Regions from separate parts of the Sus scrofa genome. Here regions 2, 3 and 4 are each linked to region 1. Evidence: chromatin contacts called from public HiChIP or PLAC-seq data. All regions are on one chromosome and are shown on one strand. Each heading gives the region's core, a stretch centred on a gene start, on an enhancer-like site or on the middle of the called end of the contact. The rest is flanking DNA. Distances are from core to core; before and after follow the strand shown. Region 1 has its middle 85 kb from the start of TMEM164. Region 2 overlaps TMEM164 (transmembrane protein 164). Region 3 overlaps TMEM164 (transmembrane protein 164). Region 4 overlaps TMEM164 (transmembrane protein 164).

Region 1 (2,565 bases), core at 29-2,528:
GGGAAGGGGCGGGGATTCCTCAGAATCAGGCCACCGGCCACTTTTTGCCCTTTTATGGTCCGCCTTGGAACTGTGATGAGGCCTGCGGGCCTGTCATTTAGCTAATGTGCTACCCTGAGTGCACAACATGTGAGCTCAAGGTCTCCTGGAAGTTGAATCTTCTGCCATCTTGGGCGTAATCAATTCTAAGCAGTTGATGTCGTGTTCTCAACAGCACTGTCATTCTTTTAAAGGTCGTGCCCTGCCCCTTCCCTCCTGTCTCCCTATTTCATAATTCAGATGGCTATGTGCTCTCTAGTTGGCTGCAAAGACTAGTGCACCACACCCACTAGATTGATTTCACTTACTTACCTGGCTCCTGTAGTCACTAGGTCTTTGTCCCCATCTCTGACCCCTACACCAAGGGCGCAAGCCGCTCTTAGACATAGGCAGGGCTTGTGGCTGCCAGCACTGATCAGCGAGACAGGTTGCCAACAGAAAGCCCCTATGCCTCAAAAATAGCTTTCTGGCCTGTCCGAAATTCACACTATCAGTCACTTTTGCGGTTAAAGAACCTAGGGTTCCCCTTTCAAAATGAAAACGTGTTAACGTGGGAGGGGCACCCCGTTATGTGGGTTTCCAGGAACCTGAAGGGGAGCAGGTCTGCAGCAGCAGGACTTGGGCAGGGATTTTGGATTGCCACCACTGTTCGGGTTACTTAGCAAAAGGGCGAAAGCGACGGAGAGAATGGGACAGAGACTAAGTCCACTCTGCTGAGAGGAGGCCAAGAAGCAGTGCTGGAGGAGCATGAGGGCACGCCCGGGGTGAGAGGCGCTGGTGGTCCTGCAGGTGGAGGAGGGATGGGAGTGCTGGAAAGTGTCCGCCTCTTGTGGCCAGCAAGCCCCGCAGAGAAAGAACGAATTCGTTCTTTCGAAAAGATGGCTTAGCTGCATGGAATTCACAGGTGGTGTGAGGGCTGGAGCTCTATAAACAGATCCTCTTGCAGTTACCAGAGGCTATTTTTTGATCCTTGCAACATCATATGCCAGGCAGACAGTGCCCCTGTTGGAAAGCAGAGTCAAGAGACACAGCAATGGGTAGCTCCCCTAGGGAGAGGGCTTTCTGTTGGTTTTTTCCGTTCCGGCACACTCTGCACTGCCCCTTCGCCATCCCCCTTCTGCAAGCCTGGCGTTTACTAGCAGCATCCCCTCCCCCACTCCCTGGAGCTCTGTGTGGTCTGTGGAAAGTCGGGTTGGATCCAGCAGCCAGGCAGCTGCCCAGACTAGCCCATCCACCACTCCCCGCCCTGCTTCTCCAGACACCAGCTGGATTCCAGGACTCTCCTGCTCCCATTGCCTCTTGGCCCTTGCTCGCAGGCAGCCTTCTTGCTTCTCTGACCTGGCTCTGCTTTCAGGGCTTCAATTAGAATGGAGTTCCCGTCGTGGCGCAGTGGTTAACGAATCCGACTAGGAACCATGAGGTTGCGGGTTCGGTCCCTGCCCTTGCTCAGTGGGTTAACCATCCGGCGTTGCCGTGAGCTGTGGTGTAGGTTGCAGATGTGGCTCGGATCCCGCGTGGCTGTGGCTCTGGCGTAGGCCAGTGGCTACAGCTCTGATTCGACCCCTAGCCTGGGAACCTCCATATGCCGCGGGAGCGGCCCAAAGAAATAGCAAAAAGACAAAAAAAAAAAAAAAAAAAAAGGGCTCAGGGAGTTCCTATTGTGGCTCAGCGGGTTAAGAATCTGACTAGCAATCTGACTAGCAACCTTAAGGACACGGGTTCGAATCCCTGGCCTCACTTCGTGGGTTAAGGATCTGGCGTTGCCCTGAGCTGTGGCGTAGGCCGGCAGCTGCAGCTCTGATTCAACCCCTAGCCTGGGAACTTCCATATGCCAAGGGTGCAGCCTTAAAAAGAAAGAAAGGGAGTTCCCGTCGTGGCTCAGTGGTTAACGAATCCAACTAAGAATCATGAGGTTGTGGGTTCGATCCCTGGCTTCACTCAGTGGGGTAAGGATCCGGCGTTGCCGTGAGCTGTAGTGTAGGTCGCAGATGCGGCTCGGATCCCGCGTTGCTATGGCTGTGGCGTAGGCTGGCGTCTACAGCTCCAAATAGACCCCTAGCCTGGGAACCTCCATATGCTGCAGGTGCAGCCCTAGATAAGCCAGAAAAAAGAAAAAAAAAGGGGGGGAAGAAAGAAAGGAAAGAATGGGCTTGGCAGTTCAGGGAAAAGGCAGTTTTGAACACATGGGGAGCAGAGTGGCCAGAGTTGGGGAGGGGATTGTTATTTTGGTGTTTCGGGAGCACCAAGCAGAGGTCTGTGCCGTCTGCCTGGCAAATGGGGAGGCAGTGGGAAAAAAGAGGTGAGCGGATGCAGGTGGGAGGAAGGGAAGGAAAAGTCAGGGGAAGGATGATGCCTGCCTTAATATCTGACTCCAGCTCTTCCCCTCTCACTGACCTCCACCTCTGGCCATGTCCCCTGTGCCTCTTGGGGAGTCCCACAGCTCCCCCCACCACCTCCACTTGTACAACACTGTTCAGGGAGGGGCTCTTGCCTCCAACTTGCCTCCTACTACCTGGGCACAGGCTG
Region 2 (2,565 bases), core at 40-2,539, 230 kb after region 1:
ACGCGCTTGTTAGCGCCGGCTCCTCTCCACTGCGCAGCTCCCGCGCGCAGCTCCTCTGCGCATCTCCACTGCGCAGCTCCCAGGTGTCTGGCCTTTGCCAGAGGGAAGGAGCGGGCGGTGGGTGGCGGAGCGTGTAGGTTACGAGGATAAACTCCAGAGCTGGACTGCCTGGAGTTTGCAGCCTGGTTCTGTCACTGATGTGCCCTTGGGTGAGTTAGCCATCTTCTGTGTGCCTCCATTTCTCACCTCTAAAATGGAGTTCGTGGGAACATGGTGCCAAAACCGGGGTGGAGAGGTTAAGCGACTTACCCGAGGGCACGGGGCTATTTAGCCTCAGAGTCAAATCTAGGGCAGGGATTTGCCAAACTCCAAAGTCCGTGCTTGAGGCCGCAATGCTGAACTGCCTCCCTGGCCGCACACATGGGGGACTTTGCTTTCCAGGAGGGTGGTGGGGAGGGGAGAAGCGTGTGGGGCAAAAGCGGCTGGAGTCTGAGAGTTCAGCAAAGGTAGTGGGGGCCTGGCTGGGATCGGGTCAGTGTGCCCGCGGCCCGGTTCTCTGCTCCCTGCTGTAGGAATGCAGCCTGGGTGCCCAGGCTCCCATTCAGGGAGCGGTCGAGCCCCTTAGGTACCTGAAGATTCGCAATATAGGCACAGAGCTGGGCCTTCCTGAAACGTTGCCTCCTTTCTGTGTCAAGTCATTTCCCCTGCCGCCACCCCCGCCTTTCCTCATCTCTCAAATGGGGATAATGATACTTTACCTGCCCACCTCCTGGGGTTTTCCAGAGGACCGAGGAGATCATGGATGTGGGGACGTTAGAAAAAGCATAAAGCAGCACCCAGATTTCAGCTAGTGGAGTGATCCCAGACCCCATCACCGTGAGGTCTCCAAAGTTACCTGGTGCGGGTCATGTCCACGTGGTCTACGGAGACGCGTGGACCCTCATTTCTTGTTCTTGGTTTTGCTCTTTCTTTCCGTGAGCATAAAATCATGGTCGAGCATCAGCTGGGGCCGTGGGAAATTTTCCTTCTGCGTGAGTTTCTGTTTTCAAGCTCCAGAGCAGGTGACTCTGGCCCGGGTCTGCGGTCATCCAGGCTCCCATGGCTGGGAGCTCCGCAGTCTTTTGGTTTCAGTTCTGTGCTCACCCTGGAGGGCCCAGGGAAGCAGCTGATCCTTGCCCTGGGTGTCCTTGTCACTCTGGGCTTCCCTTTGGGGAATGTGTGTGTGTGTGTAGGGCTGTGTAAGCCTCGGATGCCAGGCCTCTTGCCAGCTGCTGCAGTTCTTTTCCTGGAATTGAGTTGGCCTCCCAGCTGTTTCCACTCTACCCGCTGCCAAGCATTACGGCGCGGTCCCCATGCCAGGTTGAAAGCACGCTCTGCTTTGGTAATTTCGAGCTTCCATTTTGAGAGAGATGGGAAACACCAGTGAATGAGTGGGCGTGTTGGTGGAAGGAGGGTGGGGAAGTTCTTTTTGGCAAGCCGTCCCAGAATTGGCCCAGGCGCTTGGTCTTCACCCAAAAGTAGGGCTAACCCTGGCCTGACCCCAAGTATCCAGTGGCGAAACTCTTTATTCTTGGATCTAGAACTAACCAGACCTAGCAGTCAACTTTTTAAAAAAAATCTGAAAAATGGGGATAATAAATCCTACCCCATATAAATCCTAGCCCATATATTGTTCCTGTCAGGCGAGACATAAGCTTTTAAAGTAGTCCCGTCACCAGGAGCAGGAAGCAGTGTGAGGTTGTGTTTCCTCAAGCACATTCTGCAGAACATACACAGAAGTGCTATGTTTTACAGAGGCGCTGGCTAAGTTTGGGAAACAGTAGATAAACCTTTTCTTCTTTTTTTTTTTTCCGGGTCACAGGGTGCGGGGGCATGACGTAGGATGTAGGATTCCCAGACTAGGGATTGAACCCAGGCCATAACAGTGAAAGCACCGAGTCCTAACTGCTAGACCACCAGGGAACTCCTCTAGATAAGAAATGTTAAGCAGCCTTCTTGTAGAGACAACATAGGTCCTTAATATGCCGCTGATATACATGGTGGCCGGTCTCCAAGGGGATGAAACATTTGTTACATTTTTAACCAAACTTTCTGGGTGGAGCATTTTTCAAGTCCTATCTCCCAAAATACACTTTGGGAGATGCTGGCCTGGGCCATAGGTGTATTTCATTTGTTTTTGTCTAATGATGAGGGGAGTTGAACTAGCTGAAGCACACGGGGTCGAGCGAGGGCATTCACCTTGAGAATCTATTGAAACAAGTGCTTCCTGCTCTGAAACACCTCTCTCCCTCCTGTCCTTGCAGCTCCCCTTTGAATTGGAGATTTACTACATCCAGCATGTTATGCTCTACGTGGTGCCCATCTATCTGCTTTGGAAAGGAGGTAAGGCCCGCAAAGCCCGCCCGGGTGCCACCCCCACACCTAGCCGCTCCCTTCTGCTTGGGGGGCCCACAACCTCTTGGGTGCCTATCAGGACCTTAAGGGGCTGCCAGGCTGGGTCTCTGCAGCACGTTTGATGCCAGACACCAGGCAGTGGGGCAGTGGGCCTGGATGAGGCCTGCAAAG
Region 3 (2,565 bases), core at 49-2,548, 210 kb after region 1:
GACAGCTGTAGCTCCGATTTGACCCCTAGCCTGAGAATCTCCATTTGCCATGGGTGTGGCCCTGAAAAAAAAAGAAAAAAAAAAAAAAGAAGAAAGGAAAGCCCCAAGTAACTTAGGCAGTCATGGGCTTAAAGCTCCACCTTGTGGGGACTGGTGCCTGAGCAGCCCTGCGTCTGCATTTGAGGTCTGGCAACCAGACGCAGCCTCCTCCTCCTGGGTTGCCATTCGAATCGTCCCCCTGCCTCTGGGGCGGCCTTGCTCTCTGCTGCCTGTTCCAGCCATCGGCTGACAGCTTTTTAATAAAAATTGAACCCAAAGGGGGAATGATAAGGAATCTGATTTTAACCCAAAGTGAGAGAACACCAGATGTTTTATTCTGTCTGAATTTTCGAGGAAGGAAAAGCAATTAGCAGCTGCTACTGATTTAGCAACAGACACCTGCTAAATGAAAATCTGTAAAACCGGTCAGGCTTGGCACCAGAAGCGTGTGCACTGCTCCTCAGGCATTTCTGGGAATTGTAAATTATGTTCGCCTGAAATAGGTGGGGATGGGGGTGGGGTCAGGGGTGGTGTTCTAAAGAAAGGGAACATGTCCATATAGGCCAAGGAGTTTGTTTTTCTAAGATGACAGCCACTTAGAGATGGCTGTTTGGAGGGTGAATGAAGAGGAAGAGAAGATGGTGAATTTTTCAGAAGCTGCCTGGTCCTTCCCTGCTTCTGATCTGACTCATAGGCTGCCTGGTTGGGCTGACAGAAGGGTAGAGGGAATGCTGCTCCCCCCACCCTGCTGATCCAGAGCCCCCCACCCCCACCCCAACAGCACCACGGGCAGTGAGTCTTAGAACAGGAGGAACCTTCAACTCAGGACTCACAGCAGCTCCTGCTCTGTGACAGGTATAGACTCTTGGCTCCAGGAGCCATCAGGACATCTTCAGCTGAGAATGAGGTTGATCCATGGCTTTCTGATTTCCAGAATGCATTTCCAAGTAGATGTTAACTACTGCTCTCCAGTTCCACTTTCTCAAGGCACATTGAAACACAACCAATGGAAACAGGAATTGATGAGGAAGGCTTTAGGGGGGTGTGTGTGTGAAGAATGTGAGGACACAAGGTTCTCGAGAAAGTGGGTATTCAAGACGTGACTGATGAGAAAGAAGGCCGATTTGTAGGTGATCTAGACAGTGTTGAAAGAATGGGGCCCCTCCCATTTGGGCCTCAGACCACATTCACGGTAGGTAACTGCTATTTCCCAGTCTCCAAACTGGGCCAGAGATCAGCTGCAACTTGGGCCAAAGGGAAGGGCCCTGTTCTCTTTCCAGCTTTGAGCAAAAGGATGGCGACTTGCCCTATGGAGCAGGGGCTGGTGAGGGTTGCTGCTGGCCGATGCAGGGACAGAGCTGTCCATGAGAAAATGCCATCTGGAACTTTATCCTGGCAGGGTGTTTTAGTGTGGTTAAAGATTAAACTCACTTCCAAGGTGGAATCAAGGGATTCTTTTTCCTTTAACTTGAGTAGGCCCTTAGGCAAGAACAGTCCTTCCAGAGGTGTTTAAATTTTACTTCCCCTTCCCTATGGTACCAGTGCCAGCAGGGAAAAAGGAACAGGGAGACCAGGGTAGCAGGAGAGCAAGGCTCTCCACGCTCCAGCCAGAATGTGGGGGAGCCTTCTCTGGTCAGGGGATAGACAGCGTTCCCATCAATCGGCTCCAATACGTGGAATACCCACAGCACAAATCAAATACCTGTCCTGTGACAGCAGGCTGCCCTAGAGAGAGAATCCAGGGACCCTGTCTATGATGGCTTATGCTGGGTGCACTCATGCCTCTTAGGAAAGCAGCCAGGCATTTCTGGACTCAGCCCTGTGTGAGCCCGTCATCCATTGATGTGCTAAAAGTACATTCCTAAAAACCCAGTATACTTTTTTTTTTTTGGTCTTTTTAGGGCTGCACCTGCAGCATATGCAGGGTCCCAGGAGAGGGGTAGAACTGGAGGTGGAGCTGCAGGCCTGTACCACAGCCACAGCAACACAGGATCCAAGCTGCATTTGTGACCTACGCCTCAGCTCATGGCAACGCCGGATCTTTAACCCACTGAGCGAGGCCAGGTATCAAACCCACATCCTCATGGATACTGGTTGGTTTCATTACCCCTGGGCCACAACGGGAACTCCACCAGTACACTCTTCATTCAAACCAGCTTGTGTGTCAAAATTCAGATGACTTCTCAGCACAGAATTACTCATTTTCCTTCAGAACCTAAGACCCATAGGCCTCAACTAATTGGAGGAATGCTTTTGATCCCTGGTGACCAAAGGGACGTGTCCCATCCCAAGGTGGTATTTGCTTGGTGGGCCCAGGCCTTGCATGAGGAGTTTGTTTCTCCAGGGACCCTGTTCATGAGGGGCATTGGGCAGGGTGTGAGCCTCCACTCGTCCCACACAGAAGAGCCTGCTTCTTAGCATAGATGTGACTGTGTGACTGCTGGGTGTCACTTGGTCTGTTGTAAACTCCCGGTTGGAACATTTTTTTGTCCTTCAGTCTAGCCTTTTTGGGGGATTTATTGGATA
Region 4 (2,565 bases), core at 17-2,516, 150 kb after region 1:
AGTTGTAAAGATAGTACGGAGAATTTCTGCGTACCCTTCCTTCAACTTCTAATGTCTACGTCTTGTATAACCATGGTAAAATTCCTAAAACTGAGAAATTAGCATGGGTACTTGAACTAATAGACTTTATTCTGAATTCACGAGTTTTTCCACAAATGTCCTTTGTCTATTCCAGGATCCCACATTGCATTTGTTGTTATGTCCTCGTAGTCTTCTCCATCCGTGACAATTCCTCAGGCTCCATCTTTCATTTTCTTGTTAATATCGAAGAGTGCTGGTCAGTTAGTTTGTAAAATACTCCTTCTTTAAACCTGTTTGACTTTTTTCATGATTGCATTTGGGTAATTTGGGCAAGTGATGCTGTCCCCTTCTTGGTGCATCATATCAGGGGTACATGATGATATGCATTATGACTGGTGACCTTAACCTTGGGCATTTGGTTAAGGTGGTGCCTGTCAGATTTCTCCACCATAAAGTTGTTGTTTTCCCTTTGTAATTGACAAATACTCTCCATGCAACAATGCTATTCTTTTCACTACTCGTCAGCATCTATCACCGGTTCTGTCCTATAGCAAGTATTGCCACAGCACTGCCTAGTGTTTCCCGCATGCCTTCTTTTGCCTTCATCAGTTGGAATTCTGTTGGAAGAGCTGTCCCTTATCTCCCAATTTTTGAGGGAACAGTTAGGGAAGAGGTTAAGGAAAGAAAATGGCAAGTTGAGATTTAGGCATGTCAGGTCGGAGACACCTGCGTGACATCCAGATGGAAACACCCAGAAAGCATTTGTTACCTACCTTGAAACAACGGTTGAGTTTAAGACCTTGGAGGCAAGTACTATTATTCTTTTCCATTTAGAATGTAGAAACTCAAGTTCAGGGTGAACATCTGAGACATAGCGGGAAATACAGCGTTGTTGAGGGCCTTCCTTGATTGCCCTACAAACAACGGTGGACTTTTTCAGTGACTCACCAATGCTGATTTAAGATTCATCAGGAGGGAACAATTGATAATCAGATGCTAGCTCTCAGTCTATTATAGCACTATGTGCAACCATAGGGAGCCATTTAATATCCCAAATTAAATAAAACCTGAGTACCTAATGAGTTGTACGGGCCATTGGCAAAAAAAAAAAAAAAAAAAAAAAAAAAAAAAAAAAAAAGAGGGGTGTTACCTGGATTTATTGGAGAAGGCTCTGTTGGGGAGATAGAACTTGCTATGGGCCTGGATGCAATTTGAGAGGCGAACAGAAAGGACATCCAGGAAGGACGATACTATGCATAGCTCGTACTTGGGTTATTCCTTACAATGTGCCAGGCACTGAACTAAGTGCTTCAAACCTTCAGTCCTCGCATCCACAATATGAGTTAGTACTAATGTAATCCCCATTTGACAGATGAGGAAACTGAGCCTCAGGTGTTTAGAATACTCTCCTTGTAGGCAGCTGCACCTGGGAAGCCAAGTAATATACTAGCACATTTATTATGCAGACATGGAAATAGAACAAGTGCAGGCAGAGGAATTGGAAGTTTGGTATGAGCCCTTGCTGGTACAGCTCACAGTAGGGATGACGTTTTCTTTCAAGAGCAGAATAATTATAGCTGCTATGTATTGCGTGCTAGCTATGTGCTAGACATTGTGCCAAGGACTTTGCTTGCTTTATCTCATTTGATCCTCTCCAAAGCCTCGTGAGACATAGGCACTATTTTTATTCCTATTTTCGAGGTGAAGATTCCGACAATCTCATGTCCGAGGTTACTGTGCTGGTGAGTGGCAGAGCCAGCATGTGGTCTAAAATCTGTCTTAACTCTAAAGTCTATCAGCTTACCCACTTAGCGATGCTACCTGTCCTGCTTCCATCTTAATAGGGATGAATTTGGCAATGGGACCAGAAAACTTGATGTTCATAAGCTAGGGTTCTCTGGTCCCTGGGTGGTGCTTAGATGTGGATACTGCCAAATATATACGCCTTTGTTACTGTCCTTATTCTATTCCTCAATGATCGGCCAACCTCATTCTTTGGGTATAATTCAGGCAGGTTACAGTCTGGTCTTTCAGGTCTGGGGACATTCTGGATTTGAAATGAATTTGCAATCTTTTAAATCCATTGTATGTTGATTTCGAAGCCTAAGAAATTTCTTAGTAGGTACTCTAATTTCCCTTTCATCTAAATTCATGAGAGAAGGCTCCTTATATTGACAAGAATAGTCATTTCTCAGAAAGAGATAAACAGAAGGAATTAATGAGAGGATATAGGAAATGGTGCTTTCTTTTGTAATTTGAAGAGTAAATATGAGGTAGCCTAAAGAAGACAGATGAGAAGCCCATTCTGGAAGCATGAGTATGATTAGCAATGATAAAATTTCTTGATATTAGAGATTTACAATTTTAAAATATTAGGAGTTCCCGTCATGGCTCAGTGGTTAACGAATCTGACTAGGAACCATGAGGTTGCAGGTTTGGTCCCTGGCCTCACTCAGTGGGTTAAGGATCCAGCGTTGCCATGAGCTGTGGTGTAGGTCACAGACGTGGCTCGGATCTGGCATTGCTGTGGCTCTGGTGTAGGCT

The links. HiChIP or PLAC-seq counts read pairs in DNA pulled down with a chosen protein or histone mark.
Region 2: a contact with region 1 is called in an H3K27ac HiChIP or PLAC-seq map of skeletal muscle, with 5 times the contacts expected there. The contact joins two enhancer-like sites. A contact is called at or near these places in 8 of 47 Hi-C or Micro-C datasets (embryonic fibroblasts, epiblast stem cells, fibroblasts and 3 more) and 2 of 2 datasets of contacts at active chromatin or transcription factors (alveolar macrophages and skeletal muscle).
Region 3: a contact with region 1 is called in an H3K27ac HiChIP or PLAC-seq map of skeletal muscle. The contact joins two enhancer-like sites. A contact is called at or near these places in 13 of 47 Hi-C or Micro-C datasets (alveolar macrophages, embryonic fibroblasts, epiblast stem cells and 8 more) and 1 of 2 datasets of contacts at active chromatin or transcription factors (skeletal muscle).
Region 4: a contact with region 1 is called in an H3K27ac HiChIP or PLAC-seq map of skeletal muscle, with 3 times the contacts expected there. The contact joins two enhancer-like sites. A contact is called at or near these places in 1 of 47 Hi-C or Micro-C datasets (skeletal muscle) and 1 of 2 datasets of contacts at active chromatin or transcription factors (skeletal muscle).

What each region holds. Positions count from the first base shown.
Region 1 is chrX:90,019,058-90,021,622 of Sscrofa11.1, forward strand. No RefSeq gene overlaps it. Among named protein-coding and RNA genes, the nearest start is that of TMEM164, 85 kb to the right of the region's middle. Within about 2 kb of position 1,279, at least 7 of the 83 cell types and tissues checked have an H3K27ac peak or open chromatin away from gene starts, as enhancers often do. A contact at or near this core is called in skeletal muscle, where this site is marked.
Region 2 is chrX:90,251,607-90,254,171 of Sscrofa11.1, forward strand. TMEM164 (transmembrane protein 164) reads left to right here. Exons shown (of 6, transcript XM_021080004.1): 4 at 2,304-2,382. Among named protein-coding and RNA genes, the nearest start is that of MIR652, 86 kb to the left of the region's middle. Within about 2 kb of position 1,290, at least 7 of the 83 cell types and tissues checked have an H3K27ac peak or open chromatin away from gene starts, as enhancers often do. A contact at or near this core is called in skeletal muscle, where this site is marked.
Region 3 is chrX:90,233,098-90,235,662 of Sscrofa11.1, forward strand. All of the region lies in intron 3 of TMEM164 (transmembrane protein 164), which reads left to right. Among named protein-coding and RNA genes, the nearest start is that of MIR652, 68 kb to the left of the region's middle. Within about 2 kb of position 1,299, at least 8 of the 83 cell types and tissues checked have an H3K27ac peak or open chromatin away from gene starts, as enhancers often do. A contact at or near this core is called in skeletal muscle, where this site is marked.
Region 4 is chrX:90,170,480-90,173,044 of Sscrofa11.1, forward strand. All of the region lies in intron 1 of TMEM164 (transmembrane protein 164), which reads left to right. Among named protein-coding and RNA genes, the nearest start is that of MIR652, 5.2 kb to the left of the region's middle. Within about 2 kb of position 1,267, at least 1 of the 83 cell types and tissues checked has an H3K27ac peak or open chromatin away from gene starts, as enhancers often do. A contact at or near this core is called in skeletal muscle, where this site is marked.